Regions from separate parts of the Mus musculus genome. Here regions 1, 2, 3 and 5 are each linked to region 4. The links are chromatin contacts, called in public HiChIP or PLAC-seq and promoter capture Hi-C maps. All regions are on one chromosome and are shown on one strand. The core of a region is the stretch at or near the end of the contact, and the rest is flanking DNA. Distances in the headings are between cores, read along the strand shown.

Region 1 (3,413 bases), core at 607-3,106, 570 kb before region 4:
TTAGGCAAACAGAAAGTTCAAGGTCAGCCTAAGTTATAGGAGATCCTGTCTTTACAACAAAATACTAGAGACTGGAGGGATAGCTCAGCAGTCAAGAGCACTGACTGCTCTTCTAGAGGACCTGGGTTGGATTCCCATCACCTATATGGCTGCTCACAACTGTCTGTAACTCCAGTTTTAAGAGATCGAATGCTCTCTTCTGAGGCCCCAGGGGCACTGCACACACATGACATAGGACACACATGTAGAAAAAACACATAAAATAAGAATAACTCACTCTGTAGACCAGACTGGCCTCGAACTCAGAAATCCACCTGCCTCTGCTTCCCAAGTGCTGGGATTAAAGGCGTGCGCCACCACTGCTCAGCTTAAAAAGTTCTCTTAAGAACAGTAATGACGGGCTGGAGAGATGGCTCAGTGGTTAAGAGCACCGACTGCTCTTCCGAAGATCCTGAGTTCAAATCCCAGCAACCACATGGTAGCTCACAACCATCCATAATGAGATCTGACGCCCTCTTCTGGTGTGTCTGAAGACAGTTACAGTGTACTTAGATATAATAATAAATAAATCTTAAAAAAAAAAAAAAAGAACAGTAATGACGATGATGATGATAAAGAGTCTTTGCTGTTACTCAACTGAAATAATTTCTTAGGGAAATAACTTACAATTGTTAATATTTGGGGAAGGCTGTTTGATCTTTGTTCAAATAGGCCAAGAGTTTTAGAAAAAATAAAATAGAAAGTGCCCCCTCTCTTCTTTATCTCCCTCTCTCTTCTTTCTTTCTTTCTCTCTCTTTCTCTCTCTCTTTCTTTCTTTCTTTCTTTCTTTCTTTCTTTCTTTCTTTCTTTCTTTCTTTCTTTCTTTCTTTTTTGAGACAGGGTGTCTATGTAACCTTAACTGACCTGTAACTCACTATGTAGATCAGGCTGGCCTCATGTTCACAGATCTGCCTACCTCTGCCTCCTAACTGCCAGGGATTAGAGCTATAGGCCATCATGCCTGACCCCTTCTTTCTGCCAAGGGATGACCCTCTTGAAAAGAGAAGGCAGCTGTGGCTGGAGAAAGAGGCCTCATCTTGGCAGTTCTCTCAGCCCTCCACAGTTTCTGAAGGCCTCCAAATCAGAGGCAGGAAAAAGACCTGCTTGGCCAGGTTGACTGTCAAACTTAGGATCTAGGGTACTAGATCTGGGGCTTTCAAGACACAGGAATAATGGAAATGTTAGGATTGCCGTTTCTCACCCAGTATACTAGATGGTGTAGAATCCCAATCTTGGTTTCTTACAGTTATGTAAAGGAATATATATAGAGAGAGGGTGTGTGTATGTGGTGTGTATGGAAGAAACTGTTAAACAAGATATAGTGGCACATAATTTGTAATCCTTGAACTTGAGAAGCTGTAGGCAAGATCAGAAGGAATCCAAGGCCAACCTTGGTGACAGAGCGAGTCTGAGGTCAGCCTGTGCTTGATGAAACTCTATCTCAAAAAAATCAGAAGAGGGAAAAAAAAAGGTGGTGAGAGAGAAAAAAAATCAAAACAGGACACCCATTCTAATTCCCCCCCAAAAAAAACCCCCAACAACCCAGTCTACCGGTCATTCTCAATAATTTACAGTCCTCTGGTAAATCTAACTCCTGGATCACAGGTAGCCAAGACCAAAGCGACTATAACTCTTAACTACGACTTCCAGGAGACACTGCGCCCACACCCTTTGCGCACGCTCGATTCCGGTGACTACATAGGGCTGCGAGTCCGAGGGGGCGGGGCTTGGACCTGAGCCGCGGAGAGGGGGCGGGGCCGGGGCGGGGTCGGAGAGGGGGCGGCGCTGCCGGCGCGGCCCGGAACACGCTAGTGGAGCGGAAGATGGCGGCGGCGGCGGCGGCTGCAGCCGGGACCCCAGTGTGGTTGAGGCGGAGGAGCCGCCGGCTCTGACCTCGCTCTGGCTCCAGTGCGTGCGGTAGAGCGTGTGCGAGGCCCCGTGCGGCGGGCAGGGGCGGCAGTGGCCAGTGCGCGCCGCCCTGAGGAACGCCCCGGCGGCGCGGCTGCGGCGGAGGAGAGAGCCGGCTCCGGGCCTCGGCGTCCTCCGGCGCCCCGGGCCCCGCGCCTCCTCGGGGGGGCGGCGGCGGCGATGTTCTCGGTCTTGTCGTATGGACGCCTGGTGGCCCGTGCCGTGCTCGGCGGCCTGTCGCAGACCGACCCCAGGGCGGGCGGCGGCGGCGGCGGCGGTGGTGGCAGCAGCGGCGACTACGGGTTGGTGACGGCGGGCTGCGGCTTCGGCAAGGACTTCCGTAAGGGCCTGCTCAAGAAGGGCGCGTGCTACGGGGACGACGCGTGTTTCGTGGCCCGCCACCGCTCGGCCGACGTCCTGGGTGAGTCCCCCGGCCCCAAGTCGGCCTCCTGGGGACTCCGGAGTGCGAGTCTTCCCTGCTTCCTCCGCTGAGCGCAGCGCAGCGCCTTGCCGAGCGCCCCGAGATGCGTTTTCTGCCTCACGATCCCTCCCTCCCCATCCCCACACTTTAGAAATGGGGAAACTGAGGGACAGAGCGGTGGAGCCACGTGCCCAAGGTCACCGCCTTGGGAATGTGTCCAGTCCGTCCCGGTGCAGAACCGCGCACTCTTCTTAGTCACAGCCCCCACGCGACCTCGTCCTCCTCGTTCGGCGACACCTGCAGGCTGCTAACCTCGCTTTGCCTCACTCCCTCCTCCCTCTTGGCGCCCCGGGAATCCCTGCTTCTTGGCGAGCTCCTGACGCCACGGCCCGGTCCCAGCTGCGGGATCCGGGAGCAGACCCGAAGACAGACGGCGGGGAGCCCACAGCCCCCCGTCGTGGGTTCTTCCCGCTGCCTGGACCGTCCTCGGATTGCCATCCTTTTCGGGAAGGGCCGTGGGGTTGTGGGTGGACTGCTGGCCTGGTTAGAAATTCTAGCAGTGCTTTCTCCCTAACCCAGCTTGTCTACTTGAGGTCACTTGGGGGTGGCAGAAAGGTCTCCTTGACCCAAAATAGAATGGCTGGACCTGCTTGTAGGCTGCAGCCAAAAAGGCTGTGAGACTCGGTCACAGCTTTTTAGGCCACAGGTGCTTCCTAAGATCTATCCCAGTTACTAGAGGAGAGAGAGAGAGAGAGAGGAGAGAGAGAGAAAGAGAGAGAGAGAGAGAGAGAGAGAGAGAGAGCTGTCCAAAGGCCTAAACAAATGCACAAGCTGTCAGAAACTTTACCTAGGGTATGCCCTTGGAGAGTTCCCTGTATGCCACTAAAGGTCTTTCAGTTCGGGAAGCTCTTCTTTTGATATTGAAGGACAGACTGTCATTGGCGCCTAGGTTCAAATGTCACGTTGGTTTCACTTCTCCAGTGACATTGAGTTTATGGTTACTTAAAAGCTTCATAGGCTTAGACAAAATATGGCATCGGAGCAA
Region 2 (3,809 bases), core at 1,127-3,626, 640 kb before region 4:
GCTGAAACCTCACCCCCTTCTTGCTTCCTTTCCCTCTTCTCACGCACTCCTGGGTGCTCTGGGAAGGGAAGTGGTCGGCTGCAACCACGAGATACTGGAGACACCAGAGCCTTTGAAGGTGGCCTTCTCTCCCTGCTGGTGGAGGAGGGAAGAAAGCTCAAGCAGAAATAGCCTCCAGGCCCTGGGCTTAGATCTTACTTGATCTGTTCTGTGAGCATCAGGAGGGCAGGACCACCATACCTGGACAGTGATGGATCCTCACACAACAGAAATGTGAAGGACGTGGTGGGGGTGGGTTGAGGGGGGAAAGGGACTTCCTCATGCTTGAGAACAAACCAGCAAATATCCAACCACACAACTCTGAAGCGTCTCTGCAAACTGGGGCTTCTTTTCAGAGCAATGTTTTTCTCTCAGTGTATACAAGGTTACCTTGAAATGCGGTCCTGAAATTATTTGTTCTTTGGGCTGTTCTGTCTTACCAATCAGTGGCCTCACCCCTCCACCCAACCAGAGTGGGAGTTCTATGGGGACAGAAGTCGCTCTGTCCGCTGTCTCTGTGGGATTCCCCAGGTCTGGATTCACAATGACTTCAGACGATAGCTTTGCAATCTTCAAACTTCCTTGTTTCTCGCCTTACTGATTCAGCCAGGATCTTATACAGTGTTTAAAGCAGCAGTGGTCACAGGCTTTCAACACTCAGTCACTAATTTATATGGTGTCCTAGGTTCATCTTTGTTTCAGTCACAAATACCCTGACAAAAAGCTCACAGTTCTAGTCACAGTCCATTGTTATAATGAGGACACCAAGGCAGCCTCATGTCCACAGTCAGGAGCAGAGAGAGAATAACTCATGAGTCCTGTTTGTTTCATCGCTTAGCTAACTTTTTCCTCTCTCACATAGCTGCAGGAGGCCTGCCTAGGGAATGATGCCGCCCACAGTGAGCTGGGTCTTAAGACAATCCCCACAGGTCAACCCAATGTAGCCGGTCCTTCATTGAGACCCTCTTCCCAAGTGATTCTAGGCTGTGTCAAGTTGAAAGCTAAAAGGGACAGGTACACACAACAGGGAGTCAGCCAGAGAGTCCAGAGCTTGGGTCTTGGTAGCTGAAGCCATATCTTGTCTTATACTGTTTGTAACTCATGGCAGGATGTATTGCTGATGTCAGCCCACAGCTTTGAGGTGGTTCATTAGATGGAGGGACTCCTGTTCCTTCTCCCTGGCCTTCCTCACCCTACAGACATGAGGAGGAACTGTCTCACCCTGTCTAGCTGACCCCGAAGTAGGAGAGTTTTGATTTTTTTCCGTGTGCCTGTGCACTGCATGCATGCAACTGTCTGTGGAGGCCAGAAGAGGCCATCAGATGCCTGGTTGTCAGCCACCATGTGGGTGCTGGGAACCAAACTTGGCTCTTCGGGCAGAGCAACAAGTGCTCAAATCGTTGAGGCATCTCTCCAGCCCTGAGAGATAAGTTTTGGATGAAACACAAGAAGGCTGAAGTTCAGGATGGAGCAGGCCATACCTTAGGAACTTTCAGGAGGCTGTTATATCACAACATTTCTGAGGAGTCCTGCCACCATCCAACCTAGCTTGCCACCAGCATGGAGGACAGGGGAGCTGGTAGAAGCCAGTGGATCAGAGACCAATGGGAGGCAGATAATGTTCCTGTGCAGTGCCACACAGTATTGCAGCACCCGTGGAGATGCAGCCTTAAGCTCGAAGGGGGCTGTGCACTAAGCATCTGGAAGGGAGGCTAGCCCACACCTGCAGGTGGTTACAAGGAAACAAGTGTTGCGGATAACCGGCTGAATTAGGCCAGAATTGAAGCTGAAGTCACTGAACTCTAAGGAAACTGGCTTTTAGAGTTTCACACACAGCAGCCATGAAGGGCTGGGGTTCTGAAGAAGCTAAAGTTTGGGTTCCATTACACGGACCCGGGGCTTTTGGGCTGCAGTGGGTCTGAATAGGTGTGCTAGGAAGCCCACTCCTTCCCCTCCACACACACACACACACACACACACACACACACACACACACTGTCTCTTAGTGACTCTCCTGAATTTTCCTTCCCAGCCCAGAGAGAGTGGGTTCAGTCATTCCCCCACCAGCTTATGATACATTTCTTTTGCCCTTACTTTCTTGGGACTGTCTCCATTAGCAGGTAAAAAGTTTCTCTTTAACCTGCTCTTGCATCAGTTGGCCCCCTGAATTCAGCTAGGGAGTTCATCTCCTCCAGTAAACACAGGAGCTTTGGAAGAGAGAGGGAGGAGGAGGTCCTTGGATGAGGCGTTTGAGTGGGGGTGGGGTGGGATTAGCCGGAAGAGAGTTCCAGCCCTGTGCATACTCCCGGGGTCTTTGTCATTTGATAGCCGCTTCAAGTTAGTGCCTCTCAGCACACTAGTGCCTCCGTAGGCCTTTGAGTTTGCAGCAGCAATAAGTTCGAGCAGCTCTGGAAACTCCCGCCACACCACACCCCCAAAGGCAAGGGCCCTCCCCCTGGGCTCTTCAGAGCTGGGGTGTGCCTGAGTCTCTACCCTGGGATGAGAACAGAGCTAAGCAGACTGCTGCCAGGTAACGAGGATGAGGCTTGGGGTGGGGAGGTCAGGGCGCCCCCCTCTTCCTTCCAACCTTAGTTGTATCTCGAGCTGAGGGCAGCTGCGATCTTCTCCCTGCTCTGCACACCCGCCAGCCGCGGGGCCCGGGAGGGAGGAAGGAAGCCCTGGCCACCCTCCATCCTCGTGATTCCCTGCTGCTCTTTTGTCCATTTTGGCTGGCGGGGAGTGGAGGACTAGGCCAGGGGGCACCGTGGGGTGACCAAGGCCCTGGCTGCTTCTTGAACTGTGACTGCCCACCCCGCTCTCCTCCCCGGGGAATTGAGCATTGACAGGCGCATCCTCTCCTGGTGGGTGTTAACCTGGATCCACAGCCATGACTCTGCCACACCCAGCATCTTGTGACTTGTGGAGAAGTAACCCTGTCCCCCTCACACAGGTGGAGAGAGCCAGCCAGCCACTGCAAAGGAGTGCTGCAAACTACCAGCAGGTGAGTGTGAAGCCCTAAGCCCTGTTTTCCATCCCAGAGCCCTACAGCCACCCCAGGGAGACAGCAGGAGGGAAGGAGATACAGCTAGCACCACAAGAGCAGACCCCCAAGGAGTCAGCACACTGGTGCACCCTAGCAAGAAGAAACCCAATTTAGTGGAGCCTTCTTGAAATGATTCGAAGCCCTATCTGTTGGGTTCAGGAGTGCCAAGGAACAAGAATGGTGGGTGGGTGGGTTGGGGCCTGGTTATACTGTAAGACCGAGAAGCAACAGCAACAGCGTGCATTTCTGCTCTTCTGAAGCCCCCACCACTTACCCAGCACCTACTGCCTGCGAGTACCTGATTCTACATGCCTTAGAGGTGGGACACTGCCTCTGTGTCTCTGTATCCTTCTCTGCCCTATGGCATTCAGAATGGCACCTACCTCCCAGGAATGCTGAGGTGATGGGGAGAAGCCTAGCAATCCCCACTCCCACCCCCAAACCTAGCACGGGATCCTTGGGAGCTGCGTTCCTCTCTGCTCAACCTTGCCCCTCTGAAGGCATTTCTGCCTACTGGGCATTTCATCTCAGGTTGGCGGGGACGCTCTGAGCTTTGCAGTGTTTCCTGACTGCCCACCAGCAGCTTGAGGTTTCTTGAGAAAGGCCGTGGTTGAGGATGGCAACTTCTGCCTCCAAGACTCCCCTGGCAGCAAGGCTGGTCAAGGCAGGGTTTTGAAAATCTCTAGGCTAGGTCTTACCCAATTCCAGAGCTGCTGGGCAGCCCACA
Region 3 (3,729 bases), core at 78-2,577, 670 kb after region 4:
CCGTTTCTGCCTACCCTCCCCACTTCAGTTCTTTTACAATGCATTTTTAACCTCAGGACCCTCAAAGGTTAAGCAGCACATGTGCAAAATTTAGCCCCTTCGATTTTGGTACAAGAATAACGGTCTACTTCCCAGTTCAACTGATGCTCAGTTTCAGGGGTGGTGGAGTGGGGGCAGAATCTGTTAAGAACACTGTTTCTATAACATGAGAAAATGGGAAACGTGCTCCACTCGGAAGATGCGGGTTTAGTACAGTACATGGCATCATGGAAGGGGGTACCTATGAAAGTGTGGCAGCTTGTCCAATGCTCAGGAGTTCACTAAGACTTGGAAATAGTCTCTGGGGCAAGTCAGGGTCCGGGCGTTCTTTCCCTGGCCCCTTTACCCTATATATAATAGTCACATGACAGTCCCTTACCTGAGCAATAGGAACCGCACACAGTGTCATGCCAAATCCAGTCAACACAGTTTTGTGCCATGGTTTTATCAATTCTGAGAAACAGCGTTTCTTAGAGTTAGCCAAGACAGGAAAACGCTGTCTGTACCTGGAAACATAAGTCAAAATTTAAAAAGCCCAAAATCAATCTGTAAAAGGCTCTGTGGTCTGCAGGAGTTTTGGACCAAGCAGTAAATGAGACTAAATGAGGAAGTGCCCGCAATCTTCTAAGAAAATAAACCACAGGACGGCCAGTTAAGTCTCGGCACTCGGGAGTCAGGGGCATGCGATCTGAGTTCCACGAGCGACAGGTCAATGCGCGTGGAAGCGTCCCGCCAGGCGGAGAAGTTTCAAAGTCGCCGCAGCCGATTAGCAACTTGACGCCAACGTAAAACTCTCCGGAGTGCGCAGGATTCAGCTTTAGACCCCGGGACCTGGGTTCCAGGTGTCGCCAATGGTCGCCTCCAGCAAATCCCGGGAGCGAGCCGCTGTCGCCGGTGGCCGAGTTTACGGGGACCCGTGCTCTCTCTAACAATGCGCTGCCAGCCAACGCCGTGGCCCGGCTGTCCCTCAGTGTCCCTGGGGACCCCCCAAAGCCAGCCCCCGGGATGCGTGGGAGGAGAACCACTTTCAGGCGCCCGTCCCTGATGGAGGACGAGGGACGAAGGCGGGGGCCCGCCTCTAACTTCAGAAGAAGGCGGGACGCGGCAGCACCACGGCCCGGGGCCGACGCACTGGCCGGCACGGCGCTCCCGGTTCCTCTCCGCCGCCGCCCGCCCTCTGCTACCGCGGCCGTACCTGAACAGAGAGCAGACGCTCCGAGTCACCCAACTTCTCAGAGCCGCCATCCCGCGGCGGACCGACGCCGGACGCACGCGCCGGAAGTGACGCAGCATAGCAAGCAGAAGCGCAAGCGAGGCGGGGCCCAAGGAGCCCGGAGCTTCATGGTCACGCCCCCAGAGGAGGACGCGGTTGCGATTGGACAAACGGAGTGGGCGGGGCCGGGACACCAGGAAACCGCTCTAACGGTCGCACCTGGCTTCCAACCGCTCCGACTTCGTCGCCGGTCCCCGCAGGCTCCAGTGCACGGGTGCTGAAGCCGGGTCGCGCGCCGTGACGCGGGCAGCGGGCTGGGGGGCGAGGCGAGGCGGGGCCGCTCCTGGAAAGGGAGACTGTGTGGCCAGGGAGGGGAAGCTCGGAGCCACGGCGAGGCGCGGTGGGGCGGGGCGGAGCAGGGCGGGGCCGGGGCGCTGTCACTTCAGCACCAAGAAGTAGGTGGTCCAGCCGGCCAGCAGGAGCGCCCCGATGAGCACAGTGTAGCTGAGGAGCACGAAGGCGAGCAGCTCCCGCAGCAACTGCAGCACGTGGATGGTGGACGAGGTCTGCATCGCCCTGCAGAGACCGGGAGCCTGAGCACGCACAGGCTGCACGCAATGAACAGTACTCTTCCAAGGCCAAGGAAGCCCAAAGTGCTATTCTCCCCTACACTGAAAGTCTAAAGCAGTAGTTGCCCCCCACTCTCACTGGCACTTGAACTCAGACAAGGGAAGGAGCCTGGTCTTTTCCAGTCCTGACTCTGTATTAGGCTCCAACCGCCCTCTCTTCCCACCATCTCTTGCATTTTTAATGGAGCTGGTGCCGCTAATGGGCTAGTGGAAGACAGTTTTATTTTCCCTTCACTCAAGCCGCAGCCCTGTCTATGGCCCTGTCTCATAGTGGAGGGGAAGCAGCAGGACATTGCTCATTCCCTCCGTCATTCCCCTGGCCTTGTCGATGATAGATTTTAAGGATTTTTTCTTGTGTGTGCCCCCAGTATGCTTGCCTAATAGCCAGTCAGGATTAAAATTGAAGGGTGTCAAGTGATGGGTACTAACTCGATTTCACTCATATCTTTCTTGATATGCTTTATGCATCTGCCCTTAGCTAATTTCACCTCAGATGCTAAGAGTCACAAGCTAGCTCAAATTCATTGCTGCCTTGCCTAGCAGTTACCATCAATGGCAGCCTCTAGTTTCCCACTCTTCCCAATTTACTTACTTGGCAAAGTTTCCACGACTCTTCCACCTCCACAGCTTCCACAGCCGCTCTCAGGTATGGTGAAAGTAGACTTGTACGCACTCCAGAGATCTGGGCAGAGCTGAGAGGTCTTCAGGCAGCTGGAGCACTCAACAACTAGGTGTGGTCTAGCGACCAATTACAATCTCTGTGTGGTTTCTGAGCTCCCAGGGAGCTGCGCACAGGCAATGCCAGACCAGGCGGGGCATTAACAGCCCTGCCCGCCCTCTGCCTGCATTACCTCCACAGCCTACAGGATGAGGCATCAGCAGTTTCCAGGACTTCTGACTCAAATGGGCTGAACAAGTGGTACACTAGGGGGTATTTCAAGCCCCTTCTTGTCTTGCTTGTCTAAATACTACAGACAGGCTGTACTTCCAATACTGCTAATACTGAGAGCAGCCCAGTTAAGTCTGGGATCTGGCAGAACCACTACACATTCACCAAGACTATCTTAGTAATGGAAAAGCTGCTGTTTTAAGAACGACAAGTGTGAACATGAATATGTGTGTGTGTGAGAACCATAGATGATAGCCCCAGAGCACGTGATCCTAATTTACAAAGTTTAGCAGTTTGCAAACTCAGTGCCCAGGCACTTTCCCAGTATAGCCACTTCTAAATTCAACGACAAAGGTGAGGCCCAGAAGGAGCCAGCTGGGAAAGCACAGAACATGTTCCCGTTCTGATGGAACAAAGGAAAAGTGACCAGGAATAGACAGCGCATCCTTCTGCTTGTACTCGATTATAAAGACTATTATTGACCTCTGAGAAGCAGGCAGTGTGGATGGCAACCCTTTTATAACATCATCATCCAGAAGCAAATGGCTGCTTAATGTAATCAGGATCTCTTATTATCAAATTATTGCCTGGGCGAAGTCTGGGCAAAAACGGGGGCAGGACATCTACACACAGCTCAAGAAGCCAGGGAGTAGTAATTGCTCCCCCAGAGGCCTGGGCAACTAAAGGGCTCCATGTCCTGCCTCATCACCAGAAGGACAGGATGCCTGCCGGGATGTATACTACCACCCAATAACCAGAGTGACAGATGAAAGGGCCAAGTTGTTCAAAACAGGCCTCTCTTCCCTCCTCGCTCACACTTCAAATGGATCGATCCCTCAAGGCAGTTCTGTGTCTTATATTTAATAGCAATCTGCAAACCTGCAAGCTGGGGTATTTTATAGCAATAGATTAACTGAAGCTAAGAAACAGGACATGGGAGCCGACAAGGTGGCTCAGTA
Region 4 (3,955 bases), core at 1,077-3,576:
TTTTTTATGTGTTTATTCATTAACCCTTGAAGATTATTCAGAGAGTGAACTAGTCTTTGCCTCACCAGCAAATATGATTTTTGGAGACAAAATTTTACTATCCACCCCCGGCTGGCCTGAAAGTTACTATGTATATGAGGCTGGCCTTAAATTCACAGACATCCACCTAACTCTACTTCCTGACTGCTGGGATTGAAAATGTGTGCCACCACGCCTTAATATTTTAGCTAAAACCAACCGTGTGTATACTTGCACGGGTCAGGGCTGGAAGCCAATGTTGGATGTTTCCTTCAACTGTTTTTTTTTTTTTTTTTTAATCTTACCAAGACAAGGTCATTCACTGAGCCTGGAGCTCTCCAATTATGCTAAATTGGCCAGTAAACTCAGCTATCCTCCTGCTTCTACCCACAGAGTACTAGAATTACTGATGAATACCACCAAACCTGATTTTTACATAGGTGCCAAGGAGGGAACTCAGATCCTGGTCTTCATACAGCAGGCATGTGGTTGATGGGAAACATATCTTTAGCCCCACCAGCAAATGGCTTTTAATTTCTTTGCCTAGATGATGAGCAGAAAAATTACTGTCTAATAGTTTTTCTTCTTGTCCTCTGTGTAAGCCCTGGTTGTCCTGGAGCTTTCTCAGTAGGCAGGCTGTTCTTGAACTCACAGAGACCCACTGCCTCTTGCCTCCTGAGTGCCAGACAAGATATTACATTATCTCAATAGAGCCTGAAGAAAAATAGGCTTGACATAGTCCAAGGACATAGCATGCTATGGTTTGTTTTGTTTTGAGCCAGGGTCTGACGATGTAAAGTGGCTGGTCTGGAATTCAGAGACATTCACCTGCCTCTGCCATCCTGGGTTTAAAGGCCTGTGCCACTGCACCCAGCTGTATTCGTGTTCTGTCAAAAAGTTCATCTAAGCAGATGTTGAAAAAGAATAGAACAGGGGCTGGCTCAGCGGTTAAGAGCACTTGCTGTTCTTACAGAGGACTTGGGTTTGGTTTCTAACACTCACATAGTGGTTCACAACTGTAATTCAGTTGCAGGGCATCCAACATCCTCATCTGACTTCCCTGATCACTGTACACATGTGGTGCACAGATACACATGCAGGCAAAACCAGATACAAAGAATTTTAAAGTATTATTATTATTATAAGAATAGGAGTTGTCTGGGTCTTCGCTAAGGAAGAAGTAACATCTTGAGCTCTAAAATTTCAATTATTATTATTATTTTATTATTTTTTAAGACAGGGTTTCTCTGTATAGCCCTGGCTGTCCTGGAGCTCACTTTGTAGACCAGGCTGGCCTCGAACTCAGAAATCCGCCTACCTCTGCCTCCCAAGTGCTGGGACTAAAGGTGTGTGCCACCACGCCCGACCTCAAATATTATTTTGAAGTGAGAGAAAGAAATGTAGGAAAACCAACTAATTAAAGCCTTAATCCAGCAAGGCTGAAGAAATTTATACCATCTTTTGCCACTTGTTTTTCTGCCCCGACGTCAGTTTGAAGGGATCATGTGAATTCTTTGAAAGGGTTAGTTAGTACTTGGGTAAATTTGAACATTACATCAATTGGACGCAGTTGTGGTGGAACACATCTTTAATCTCAAGCACTCGGAAGGCAGAGAGGCAGGCATGATTTCTCTGAGTTCCAAGCCAGCCTGGTGTAAACTGGGAGTTCTCTGGCCAGCACAGCCAGGAAAAAATCTTGTCTAAAAAGAAAACCGCACACACACACATACGAACCGAACGACAAAGAATTGGAATTGGACAGCCTTTGGTTCTTCAGCCGTTCTCAGTACATCTTCTAAATGGCTCGCCCTAGATCGTGCTGCCCCTCTTCCTTGAGGAGATCCGAGGTTCTCCTGGTGATGAGATCTAGAACATTCGGAGAATGGGTTAAGCCCGAGAGAGGCCCTGCTCCGCAGGTTAGAATAAAAGCTTCAAACCAACAGTGTTTCCTACTTCACCACAGCTCTTTTTCTGCCTCGGGCCGAGGGAAGCTATCCACCCAAAATAGGAAGCCAATTCAGCCTGAGCGGCTTTCTCTCCGACAGACCGGGCGTCACGTCGCGTCACGCCCCGCCCCGCCCCTCTTCGCCCCGCCCCGTTTCCCTCCGCCCCTCCCCTCTCCCCTTCGCTCGCAAGACTGCGCCCGAAACCCCGCCCCTTCTTCACCATTTCATTGGCTTTGGTGATCGGGCCCCCCGAAGACCCGCTTCGGATTGGTGGGCTCCGCCCGCCGCTCGGCGTCTTCCCGGGGCGTGAGCCGAGCGTGGCCATGCCCCCTTACGTAGGGACGCTCAGTGGGTCTCGGGAGGCGCCGCATTCGCCGCCTTAGAAGGAAGGAAGATCCGTTGTGTGAGGAGGCTGCTATGGTGCTGAGTTCCCCGGTAGAGCCGACCGAGCCGAGGCGGTCGCGGCCATGAAGGTGAGGGGCTGGTGGAGCCGGGAGGCTCTCCTTGCCTCTCCCGTACGCCCAGAGCGCTTCCTGTTTTCCGTCTCAGCGGTTACCCAGAGGGGCTTCGTGAGAGACCACCACGTAGCGGGGCGCCCGGCCCGAAGTGTGTGTGGGGCCCCGACCGGTTCCAGCCGGAGAGGCCAGGCAGCAGACCCTCCCGAGCTCCCACAGCGCCCTCCGGCGTCCTGGCCGAGGAGGCGGCTAGTGGCCCTGCGGTCTCAGCCCGCTGGGCCCTGTTCCCAGGGCCCTGTGCTCTTCTCGGGGTCCCGAGCTTTTTTTTAAGCCGCAAGAGCCTCGGTGTCTCTGGCCATGGCTGTGCCCTCTGCCTCCCCCGAGTCCTTGAGCTAACCCAGACTTCGGGGGGTGCATCACGAGACAGAAGGCATAGAGAGCGCTGCGTGGTATGATGAGGCTAGGACCTGAGTGGCCCATGGGGGGTTGGGGGTGTCCTCCTTCAAGGAGTCCTTCCCGTGGGTTTAAATGTTGTGGCCGTGACCTAGAGCGCTAGACGTGTCTACATCGCCACTAGGTACGCAGCAAGTAATTTGGCAGCCTTGCTCCCAGGTGGGAGTGAGAGCGTGGGAGAATCACTGATAGAAGTTTCAGAAAAGGGCAGGTTTTGTGTGTGTGTATGTGGTGTGTGTGTGTGTGTGTGTGTGATTTTGGCCTACTTAGGGGAGATGAATTTTCTCAACCCCATCGCAGAGAGTTCTAAAGAGGCTGTGTACAGCAGTCAATTCAGGCATTGATTCATTTGCCCAAAATCAAGTCAAATGGCGTGAGTCAGAAGGTGGTGATGTCTTCCCTCACGGTGTTGTATCCATCTCGTGGAAGAAGTAAGTGTGTTGGCTTTGGGCTGCTAGATTGACGACCTTGCACAGAGTGTCAAAGATTTACTGTGGACGATTGAAGAGAGGGTCAAGTGGATAGAGAAATTCAGCAAGTGTTTTGCCCAGCACCTTCACTGCCTTAGTCAAGATGGGGTAGAGGTAATTCAAAATATAATCACCCTGTTTAAGAAAGAGTTTGCCAGTTAAAAGAAAAGAGCCCCTTAAGCATGGTGGCACAAGCCCGTGATCAGCGTTTAGGAGGTAGAGGTGGAGGATTGCTGCATGTTTGAGGCCAAGCAAGTGTTTTCGTGGAAAACCAACCAACAACAATCCCCTGAGAGATAGATCTCAAGTAGCCACATTACAAACTGCAATAATGTAAGGTGTGTGTGTGTGTGTGTAAAAAACTCTCAAGCAAGAAAAATAACCATACCTTCAGTGTTGCGTACCTGTGATCTCAGGCATTTGGGAGCTGGAGGCTGGAGTCAAGACAATTAGTTTTTCACAGGTATTCTTGGCTTTGTAGTAAGTTTGAGTCCAGCTTGCACTGCATGCGGTCCTATTTCAAAACATCAGGTCCCCTGCTGCTGGAATCCTGGCCGAAATTGGGAGTAGGTTAACTTCTTTGTTTTGAGATAGGGTTTCACTGTCAATCCCT
Region 5 (3,782 bases), core at 226-2,725, 720 kb after region 4:
TGCCTGTAAGAGGGGAGAAGCACTCAGAAATTCCACCACCAGCAACAGAAAAGGCAGTTATAACCAGTAAGAATATAATTTTATAAGGTTTAATATTTTCCCTGCCCCACCCCCACTTTAATTATGTCTAGTTGTATGTGTCTGTGCCTGGGTATGTGCAGGTGGGTGCGGTTCCCCTCAGAGGCCAGATCCATCAAATTTCCAAGGATCTGGGGTTACAAGTGGTTGTCTGTAGGTGCCAGCAACTGATCTGGGCTCCTCTGGAAGAGCTACACTCCCTCTTCACCTCTAAGCCACCTTTCCAGAATATTCTTCTAAAAGTTAGAGTTAGGATTTTTAAAGGCTCTGGTCACATTATAGCCTAAGGGTCGAAAAGAACCTTCCACAAAGGGGGAAATTTCATGATACTGGCATCAAAGATCCCTGCTTCCTCCAGGAGAAACACTTTGTAAACCTGGTCCACACAATCTATTATATCTGATTTCGACATCATTTTCAGTTTAATACTGCCCCCTGTGATTTAATAATCTGCCTTTTTGACTCAATGACTTAGTTGGAGCTATGTTTACAAAACTGATTCTTTTTGGGTGGGTGGGGGTAGGGAGTGTTCTTGGTTTTTTCAAGACAGGGTTTCTCTGTGTAGCCCTGGCTGTCCTGGAACTCACTCTGTAGACCAGGCTGGCCTCGAACTCAGAGATCCGTCTGCCTCTGCTTCCCAAGTGCTGGGGCTAAAGGCGTGCGCCACCACTGCCGGGCCCAAAACTGATTCTTTGAGCATCTGTTTTGTTTTTTTCTTCAGATTAGAACTTCCCATTCCCTGTAGAGGGATGGGGTATGATTAATAAATCTCAGAATAGAGGGAAAAAATGCTTAAAAGAAAACCTCACAGCATGGCTCATGCCTGTAGTGCCAGAGGCGAGAGAAAGGAGGAGTGCCGGCAGGAACAGTCTATATAGCCAGGAATAGGCTCAAAAATAAAATGGAGAGCCGATCCCAGCACTCAGAGGCAGTGACAGGTGGATCTCAGTGAGTTCGAGGGCTACACAGCGTTACCCTGTCTCAAACACTGAGAGGAAAACAGGAAGAAAGGAAATTCTATGAAGTCCCCGATCTAGACAAAAAACGATCCATGTTGAAGTTACGAAGTGACAGCTTGTCTTTCACAAGCTGTGTGCCGAGGGCTGTGGGCGTGCGTGCTTCCAGGCTGGAAAGGACAACTGTCTCGCAGGTCGGGGAGCTCCCGGCCAGGGGCTGTCACTGAGCGGGCGACCTGATCGCCCCCACGGCCTCGCACAGTCCCGCCCGGCCAAGCTTGGTGGCGCCGGGGCCCTGTCCCTCACCTTGCTCCCAGCGCACTTGTCCAGGAACTCGCGCAGCTCCCGACGCACCGCCTCGCGCAGCACGTTCAGGTTCACTCGCCCGTACGACAGGTGCGCCGCCATCTTGCCCGGGCACCCGCATTTCCCCAGACGCCGCCTGCGTCACGTGACGGGACGTTCACGTGATCCGAGTCGCTGAGGCACATTGAACGCGAAAGGCGGAGTCCTGCTGACAGTGATGCTCCTTCAAGGTCCTAGTGCGCATGCGAGGAGGAGTCCCCTCCCCGCCCCTTTCTAAAGTATTTCCCTACCATGCCTAAGAATGGTGAGCAGTGAAAATTGACTTTGTTTGTTTGTTTTCGAGACAGGGTTTCTCTGTGTAGCCCTGGCTGTCCTGGAACTCACTCTGTAGAACAGGCTGGCCTCGAACTCAGAAATCCGCCTGCCTCTGCCTCCTAAGTGCTGGGATTAAAGACGTGAGCCACCATCCCCAGGTCTTAAGGATGGAATTTAGATGTTATTTGTCGCGTTTAAAAGCACCATCCTTGTGTCTTCACAGCTAGAATACTGGTGTAAAATGGCGATCGAGGCCAAACTACAAAATGCACCTTACTACACCCAGTAAGTGGTTCAATCGCAGAGCAAGCTTATCTCTCCAAGTTCAAGGCCAGCCTGGTAAACATAGCGAGCTCCAGGACAACCAGGGCTACACAGTGAGACCTGTCTCCACATAAACAAACAATAAATGGACTGGAGAGATGGTTCACCAGTTAAGAGCACCTGCTGCTCTCCCATAGACCAGGTTCCCAGGATCCACAGTATAGCTCGTGACCATCTGTAACTCCGGTTCCAGGGTGTTGTGTTTTATAAAACAAGAAAAGGAAGCCAGGGATATGCTTGATAGAGTGAGGTATGGTGAGGTGGAAGGTGGTGCCTCTGCGAGCTTATGCTGAGACATCCCTTCCCCATGAGGTAACAGCCATATGACGGATATAGTATGGAATAGAGTTTATTTAGGGCATGGGGAGATGGGGAGGGGAGTTGAGGAAGGAGGTGGGGAGGGGAGAGGAGGGAAAGGGGAAGGGAAAGAGAGAGGGGGAGAGGGAGAAAATAGAGGCGTAGAGGCCGGCCAGGAACACGTGGAGACAGACAGGAAAGGGGAAAGGAGAGAGAAGGGAGAGGGAAGAGAGAAGGTAAGAGAGTGGGGGGGGGGGGGCCGCAAGCAGCCTCTTTTATATTGAGTCAGGCACACATGGCTGTTGCCAGGTAACTGCGCAGCAGAGCCTGGAAGAAATGCTAACACGGGATCTAGTGCCCCTTTCTCACCTAGGAGAGCAAGGCACACAGCACTGATAGATACTTTCAGGCAAACACAGTTTAAAAAATAAGAGAGAGAGATGGCTTAGTGGGAACACGCTGTTCTTCCAGAGAACCAGAGTTGGGGTTCCAGCTCAAAACTGCCTGTAACTCCAGCATTCCAGTTCCACATCCTCTATGCCCACTTCTGATCTCCATGGACTCACGGCAAGTTAATGATACTGAAGTTGAGAATAATAATCTGTTGCAAGGTATTATTCTTATTTATATTTTATGTAAATGAATATACTATCACTCTTCAGACACACCAGAAGTGGGCATCAGATCCCATTACGGATTGTTGTGAGCCACTGTGTGGTTGATGGGAATTGAACTCAGGATCTCTGGAAGAGCAGTCAGTGTTCTTAACCACTGAGCCATCTCTCCAGCCCCCACAAGATATTATTTACAATGTTTTTTTTTTTAAGCATCTGTGTGGGGAGACAGTCATTTAGTAGATATTCAAAGGCAAACACTAACACTTTTGAGAGTTTCTAAAGAGTTGTGGATTACTAATCAGAGATGGAGTAGCACAGCCTATAATCCCCACTGGGGAGGCAGAAGAGGAGGAGAGTAAGTTGTGAACCTGTGTGGTCTACATAGTAAGGCCTTATCGCAAGGTCTGGGGATATAGCACAACGGTACAGGTACAGTGCTTGCTAGGGCTTGAAAGGCTTTTGGTTTGACCCCAATCACTAAGTAAATAAATAAATAAATGGAATCAAACATTGCTGTAACCAGAATACTGAAGCTTACGTTTCCAGTTCTCATAAGAGTCAGTAAAAAGAGACAAGAATACATTATTAAATTATTATTAATTATTAAAAACTTACTTTTAGGGGCTGGAGAGATGGCTCAGCGGTTAAGAGCACTGACTGCTCTTCCAAAAGTCCCGAGTTCAATTCCCAGTAACCATATAGTGGCTCACAACCATCTGTAATGGGATCTGATGCCCACCAGGTGTGTCTGAAGAGAGCCACAGTATACTCACATACATATTATGTGTAGGTGTCTGTGTTTGTCTGCATGTGAGTTTGTACACATGAGTGCAGGCACCCTCAGAGGCTAGAGGCGTCAGATCCCCTGGAAGCGGACTTATAGCCATGG

What was found. HiChIP or PLAC-seq counts read pairs in DNA pulled down with a chosen protein or histone mark. Capture Hi-C pulls out chosen DNA fragments and counts their contacts.
Region 1: a promoter capture Hi-C map of adipose tissue shows a contact between it and region 4, with 4 times the contacts expected there. The contact joins the promoter of Pptc7 here to the promoter of Rnf34 in region 4. A contact is called at or near these places in 1 of 39 promoter capture datasets (liver) and 1 of 9 other capture datasets (adipose tissue).
Region 2: an H3K4me3 HiChIP or PLAC-seq map of the 230-238 cell line shows a contact between it and region 4, with 10 read pairs. The contact joins the promoter of Hvcn1 here to the promoter of Rnf34 in region 4. A contact is called at or near these places in 2 of 39 promoter capture datasets (liver and pre-B cells) and 1 of 115 datasets of contacts at active chromatin or transcription factors (the 230-238 cell line).
Region 3: a promoter capture Hi-C map of liver shows a contact between it and region 4, with 2.3 times the contacts expected there. The contact joins the promoter of Diablo here to the promoter of Rnf34 in region 4. A contact is called at or near these places in 3 of 39 promoter capture datasets (hippocampal neurons, liver and pre-B cells), 3 of 115 datasets of contacts at active chromatin or transcription factors (astrocytes, memory CD8 T cells and microglia) and 1 of 9 other capture datasets (liver).
Region 5: a contact with region 4 is called in a promoter capture Hi-C map of adipose tissue, with 2.3 times the contacts expected there. The contact joins the promoter of Vps33a here to the promoter of Rnf34 in region 4. A contact is called at or near these places in 1 of 39 promoter capture datasets (hippocampal neurons), 3 of 115 datasets of contacts at active chromatin or transcription factors (astrocytes, bone marrow-derived macrophages and craniofacial prominence) and 2 of 9 other capture datasets (adipose tissue and liver).

What each region holds. Positions count from the first base shown.
Region 1 is chr5:122,282,542-122,285,954 of GRCm38.p6, forward strand. Pptc7 (PTC7 protein phosphatase homolog) reads left to right here and starts at 1,857. Exons shown (of 6, transcript NM_177242.4): 1 at 1,857-2,368. The coding sequence starts at 2,128.
Region 2 is chr5:122,207,353-122,211,161 of GRCm38.p6, forward strand. It overlaps Hvcn1 (hydrogen voltage-gated channel 1), which reads left to right and starts at 2,377. Exons shown (of 8, transcript NM_001042489.2): 1 at 2,377-2,569; 2 at 2,990-3,040.
Region 3 is chr5:123,522,837-123,526,565 of GRCm38.p6, forward strand. Diablo (diablo, IAP-binding mitochondrial protein) reads right to left here and starts at 1,328. Exons shown (of 6, transcript NM_023232.3): 1 at 1,235-1,328; 2 at 419-545. The coding sequence starts at 1,284.
Region 4 is chr5:122,847,862-122,851,816 of GRCm38.p6, forward strand. It overlaps Rnf34 (ring finger protein 34), which reads left to right and starts at 2,327. Exons shown (of 6, transcript NM_030564.1): 1 at 2,327-2,437. The coding sequence starts at 2,432. Gm33044 (predicted gene, 33044) reads right to left here and starts at 2,075. Exons shown (of 2, transcript NR_169045.1): 1 at 1,972-2,075; 2 at 1,589-1,884.
Region 5 is chr5:123,571,540-123,575,321 of GRCm38.p6, forward strand. It overlaps Vps33a (VPS33A CORVET/HOPS core subunit), which reads right to left and starts at 1,476. Exons shown (of 13, transcript NM_029929.3): 1 at 1,341-1,476; 2 at 1-3. The coding sequence starts at 1,442.